Regions from separate parts of the Ovis aries genome. Here region 1 is linked to region 2. Evidence: chromatin contacts called from public Hi-C data. All regions are on one chromosome and are shown on one strand. The core of a region is the stretch at or near the end of the contact, and the rest is flanking DNA. Distances in the headings are between cores, read along the strand shown. Region 1 overlaps PHF20 (PHD finger protein 20). Region 2 holds the start of RBM39 (RNA binding motif protein 39).

Region 1 (2,753 bases), core at 242-2,741, 100 kb before region 2:
AAAGGAAACCAGAAGGATAGGTATCAAACTGTTGACAGCTCTAGAGAGAAGCTTAAGCTAGGAAAACAGGTGGTAAAGAGGAACTCTCAGGTGTTCTCTGTGAACGCCAGGAGCAGTGAGTGTACCAGCACTCAGCTCTTGGTTTCTAAACACAATTCACCACTTAAAAGAAATCAGGGCTTCCTGGAGAAATGGCTGAATCCAAGGCTGGGTGAGTACAGGATGAGTGTGCTACATTTTCTTATGCCAGAAAGTGAAGGAACTAGCTTGAAGGGCTCCACAAGGTGGTTATTAGAATAAATAAAGACAGAAACCATTATAACCCGCAGAACAAAAGAAATGCCACGAGACCATGTGGATAAAAAGAGGGAAGGAAGGAAAGAAGGGAGGGAGGGGGGAATCAGGGAGAGGGGGAAAGGCAAGCAGGCAGGCACTTCCTTAACACAATACAAACTAATAAACGTAGAAGGAATGATGAGAGTTACAAATCACCATTTGGTAGACCTCAGAGTAAAAATATTTATCAGGCAAGAAGCAGAAGTGGATATTAGGGTGAACTCCTGATAAAGAAACACATAGATATTTGAGTATATGTAAATAAAGATATTTACATATATTCAAGGTATCCTCTCACCAGAAACTTAGTAACTATAAAGGGAAAAATAACAGCCTTACAGTAGAGAAACCTGGTGGGCAGTACCCTTAGCCAAGTGACCAAAGTTAACTTCACCAATAAATGGGACAGATATCATGCAGCTCCTGTTAGAATACACTTGAAAAGGATACATCACTTGCATGGTGTTGCTGCTAAAAGGGAATAACCTAAATCTAATTATCTGGATACATTAAAAAAAAACCCAAATTTAACGACATCATATTCTTCAGAAATGTCAAGGTCATGAAAAACAAAACACTGACAAAAAATGTTTCAGATGAAAGGAAACTAATGAAACATGACAATTAAATCCAGTGTGACATCCTGAGTTGGATCCTGATCCCCTCCAAAAAAAGTTTCCTCCATGTTTGCTATGAAGAACATTATCAGAACTGATGAAGTCTGAATAAGGTCCTGCCTTTGATAATTAAATTATGGTCATGTAATTAAATGTTCTAGTTATCAGGAAATAGACACTGAGAAATTTAGGGGTAACGGTCTGCAACTTACTTGCGAATAATTCAGAAAAAAATAGTTTTTAAAGAATAGAATAATGAAGCAAACATAGAAAACTGCTAACAAACAGGGAATCTGGTTGAAGGTATACAAGAAATTCTTTCTACTATTTTTGCAACTTTTTACGTCTTCCAATGTGTCAAAATAAAAACATCTTTTAAATATAAAGATGAAAAAATTTACGCAGGAAAAATACTTGGAGGTCACAGAATAGCTAAGTGGGAGGAAAGCAACCCTGGCAAGACTATCCACACTTGGCCCTCACAAGAGAAACTGAGCAGTTATTCCACAAGATGGCAGAGCTGCCCCAAAGGCCAGAGCTGCGTATGGAGCAGCTAATGCAGGGCTTCTGCTCTAGACTAGATGGTGTTGCCTTCCCAGCCTCCTTCACACTGATCTTGACTCCATCCAGTTAGAAATTACAAGACTGGCACCACCTCAGGACAGCAACCTCTAAACGGTGACTAACACAGCAGCACCCTGGCCTCTGGGGGCCTTGCGGGATGCTTCTGAGAATGATCCCGCCCTCCTTCCTGCTGACTTACATAATACATTCCTGGTGAATGAGTTCTCAACAACCAGCAATCTTTTCATCCTGTGCTCACCACTAAGCCCATGTTCCAAAAGAAAAACCAGGAACATCATTCAGTTTCCAGATCAACACTTCCAGCCTCTCAAATTAAAGAATTTCCAAGGCGCCACCCTGTCTGGAGCACTGACATCACGTGTGCCACACACAGTGCTCTTCAAAGCTGGCCTACTAAGCTGCTTACTTGAGTCTACACCCTGCTTTAACACTTGCCCTCGAGGGCAGTGCGAGCTCCATGTTACAACCTCTCTAAAGGCAGGATGTGTGTTCACTTCACCTGGTTTATACAGCACCCAGCATCTCATCAGATGGCATTCAGTACTCAGTTAGAAGACAGGAGGTGGAGTGACCCAGTCATTGGAAAACGTGTTATTCTAACTCTGGCTGAGTTACCCCTTCTTGCCACATACTAGGTTCTTTTATAAAACAGGGAGAATTAACAGTGAAAAATTAACAAGAACTTAGATGTCTTTCACAGTGGGAAGTTAAATAAATTATGGAAAATCATCCAAAGAAATAAATTATATATAATCATGAAACAGCTATGAACTGACACGGAAAAATGCTGTATAAAAATGATAAGCCATTAACTAATGCAAGAATATGATTCTACCACTCTGTTTTTAAAAAGTGACATGGGTACATGTGTGTTTGTATATGCAGAGAACCACGTGTTGAAGAATGGAAAAGCATATACCAAACTGTTCCATGGTTCTTTCAAGAGGGGGAAGAGTAATGGAGGACTTTTCACTTAGTTTTACTTTTACTTAGTTTTAATTTTTCCTAGTATATTTGGCTTTGAAATTTATAGGAGGGAAACAAACAGCAAAATGACTCTTTATATATTAATAATAATCTTTAAATAGGGGTCCTTAACTGTCTTTATGCCAGAGTAGTTGTGAAAACTCATCAAGAAATTGTACTTACAAAATTAGTATACCTTAGTGTTCTCACTGTGAAAAATTAAATGTAAATTTTAATATCAACACTAAA
Region 2 (2,973 bases), core at 100-2,599:
CAGGCATTTTTTCATGGCAAAAGCAGCTATTACCTCATTCAATCCTGTCTATACTTCTATTAGGCCTTCATTCATCCATTCATTGATTTAATGAGCTTCTACCTGCGCATCCGGCTAAGTGCTGAGAATTCACTATCGAGCATTACTGGCCTTCCTCACTAACAAGAAGTTTAGTAATTATACTCTTCTTCACAGGAAGAAATGGAGGGTAGGTTCATTTACTTGTCCAAGGTCACAGTATTGGAGGAGCTATACAAACTCATCTCAAATCTTTGCAGTCTATCATTAAGCTGTCAAGAGACGTCTAGATTTTCTCTCTCAAGATTTCTTTGCTTTTTTTCCTCTCTAAAATTTTCCAACCATTTTTATCTTAAAGTCTTGTAGACAATGACCTCTCTGCTCTCCGCTTTTTCACCGTGTGGACCAAAGAACAAGTGGTGATTGTACATTGCAACTGCCATGCATCTGGGGGACTTCAGGGACAAGGAGCCAAGTCCCAAGGGGATTACTGTTCACTGGCTAAGTCGTGTCCAACTTTTTGCGAGCCCATAGAATGCAGGTTTCCTTGTCCTTCACTTTGCTCAGTTTCATGTACATTGAGTACATACCCAGGGGAATGGGGTACATTTCTGAAGAAACAATAGCAACTCCCACACAAGGTCAGATTATAAATTCGAGGGGCACAGAACTGGACCACTGCCAAGGGATGCAGTGTTTTTTCACCTTCTCTTTGCCCACTACTTCCAAGGGTATTTTGAAGCTAGGCAGTCCACTGGCTCCACAGGCCGAGACATCGTTTTGTTTCACACTCTTAGCCCCCTACCCCTGAACGTCTCTTTTCATCTTCTCTCTTGCTTGCTTTTCACTCCGTCTTCACCCTTGGCAGATAATTTGTATAACAGCCTTTTCGTTTTATTTTAGAGCCATATGGACTAGATCGGTTTACAGCGACCTTGGCCCGGTGGAGGAAGCAGCCGTCATCTCAGAAACCTTCTGATAGCTCTGGGGCGGTGGCCACGAGGAGGCGGTGACCACTGAACTCCACTCAGCGATGAGTTTTCTGGAAGATTGACAGTATGTGTACCAACTGCCTTTGCGCTAGCAGCTTGAGTGATCTCGCGAGATGTGGACGCTAATCAAGAGTAGGGACTCAAAGGCGCCTTTCTGAGTGGGGGATGGGAATATCTGTGGCGCAATCATTGCGCGAGATTGGGCCATGGTCGCTGGGGGCCGATGCTTAAATCTCGCGATATTTCCGCTGCTCTGGACTGGAATTAGGAGCTGCTTCTCGCGAGAGCCCGTGCTGAGGGCTCTGTGAGGCCCCGTGTGTTTGTGTGTGTGTATGTGTGTTGGTGAATGTGAGTACGGGGAAGCTGCGGCCGCCATTTCAGAGAGCTTGCCGACACTGTCGCAGGGGTGGATCCTGAGCTGCCGAAGCCGCCGTCCTGAACTCCCGCGCGGGCTCCTCTAATCCCATTGTCTCTTTTAGATTCGCTTGGGCCTGTCCGCTCTCTGAGCCCGAAATTCGGGCTGGGTGGTACCGCGGCCTGGGCCTAGCGGCTTAACAGTAGCAACAGCGGCGGCAGCCACAGCCCCCCTCTTTCTGAATACGAGCACCGCAGGGACCCGGGAAGCCCGCACAGGTGAGGAGGCATCGCGGACCCGCGTATTTTCCGGGCTTTTTTGAGGTTTGGTTCTTTTCTGGGTTGAGGGGCACTCCTTAGGCGATTTTAAGCGACCGGGCTGGGGGCGGGTGGGGGGGTAGATTTTTTTAGAAATCGTCGTCTTTTCGACGACCGCGCCCTTTTCCGATCGAATGTGTTTCAGGGTTTTCGGGTGGCGTGGGCTCTAGAGAGGCTTCGGGTAGATGGCGACCTGTCCCTTCGAGGCCCGGGCCGACCGCGACCTCCCAACATGGCGCCAGCCGAACGCTGCCATGGCACACAACCCCTCCCAGCCGAGGGAGTTTCCCTTTGCCCCTAAAATGGCAGCGCGGGGTTTTGCGCGAAAGCGGCGCTTTGGCTCGAGATTCTCGGGTTCTGTTTTTTGAGGCGCTGTAGGCTTTTTAAAAATAGAGTACTTAATCTGTCTAGCGTGTTTGATGTTGGGGACATTTTAGGTTTAATTGCCAAGCCTACTAAAATGGTCCCGTTTTAGTCATTCCGTGGGACCTCTCTGAGGTTTTGGAATATGTCTGGTAAAAAGGAAATTTAGCACAATTTAAAATTGTTTACTCACCAAATTTTCATTTTTGCTTTTTACCTAGTCGTTTAGAGAAAATGGCAGACGATATTGATATTGAAGCAATGCTTGAGGCTCCTTACAAGAAGGTGAGAAAAAACAAGTCGGTGAGGTGTATCTATTTCTTAATTTAGCATTATTCACGAAACTACTGCTGAAATGTAAACTAACCTCCCCGGAGCCCTCTTGATTTACCTTATCAGAGATGCATTACATGTAACTTACAAAAGTAAATATATGCTATTGATGTAATAATATTGTGCAGTAGTTTCACTTCAGCGTGATGAATAAATGCCCATCTATCTCTCTTTGTAGACTTGCCTAACGATATCTCACCTCTACTCCCATGAATTCACCTTTGATTCCAGTGTGAACTGTCAATCATAAGGTAGTAATTGAGTGACTTATCGCTGTACCGTGGTCCCCTAGGTAAAATGACTCAACTAAGAATTACCAGCTCCAGTTTGGTATAGCAAAAAGGTGAATGTAGTGGTTTGGGAAAACAGCAGGGGTCCAAGAATAATAAAGCATAACCAGTCTATGGCAAGCAAATCTTTAAATAAGACAAGTCTTACAAGAAGAAATGGGTGAGATTTAAAATTTATCCTATACATAAGACTGGTAATAGTAAATATTAAAACAGGCAGGTGATGATCTGCTGCTCAGTTAAAAATTACTAAAATTCTTGGATCCCTGAACAGAAAAAATTTCTTAAAGCAAAAGAGGCAATAT

Evidence for each region. Hi-C and Micro-C count contacts between places; a contact is called where the count stands out from the background.
Region 1: a contact with region 2 is called in a Hi-C map of hypothalamus, with 3 times the contacts expected there. The contact joins the enhancer-like site here to the promoter of RBM39 in region 2. A contact is called at or near these places in 6 of 16 Hi-C or Micro-C datasets (hypothalamus, liver, omental adipose tissue and 2 more).

Annotation. Positions count from the first base shown.
Region 1 is chr13:65,023,304-65,026,056 of ARS-UI_Ramb_v3.0, reverse strand. All of the region lies in intron 10 of PHF20 (PHD finger protein 20), which reads right to left. Among named protein-coding and RNA genes, the nearest start is that of SCAND1, 59 kb to the left of the region's middle. Within about 2 kb of position 1,491, at least 29 of the 54 cell types and tissues checked have an H3K27ac peak or open chromatin away from gene starts, as enhancers often do. A contact at or near this core is called in hypothalamus and tail adipose tissue, where this site is marked.
Region 2 is chr13:64,921,202-64,924,174 of ARS-UI_Ramb_v3.0, reverse strand. RBM39 (RNA binding motif protein 39) reads left to right here and starts at 1,349. Exons shown (of 17, transcript XM_060397742.1): 1 at 1,349-1,643; 2 at 2,267-2,973.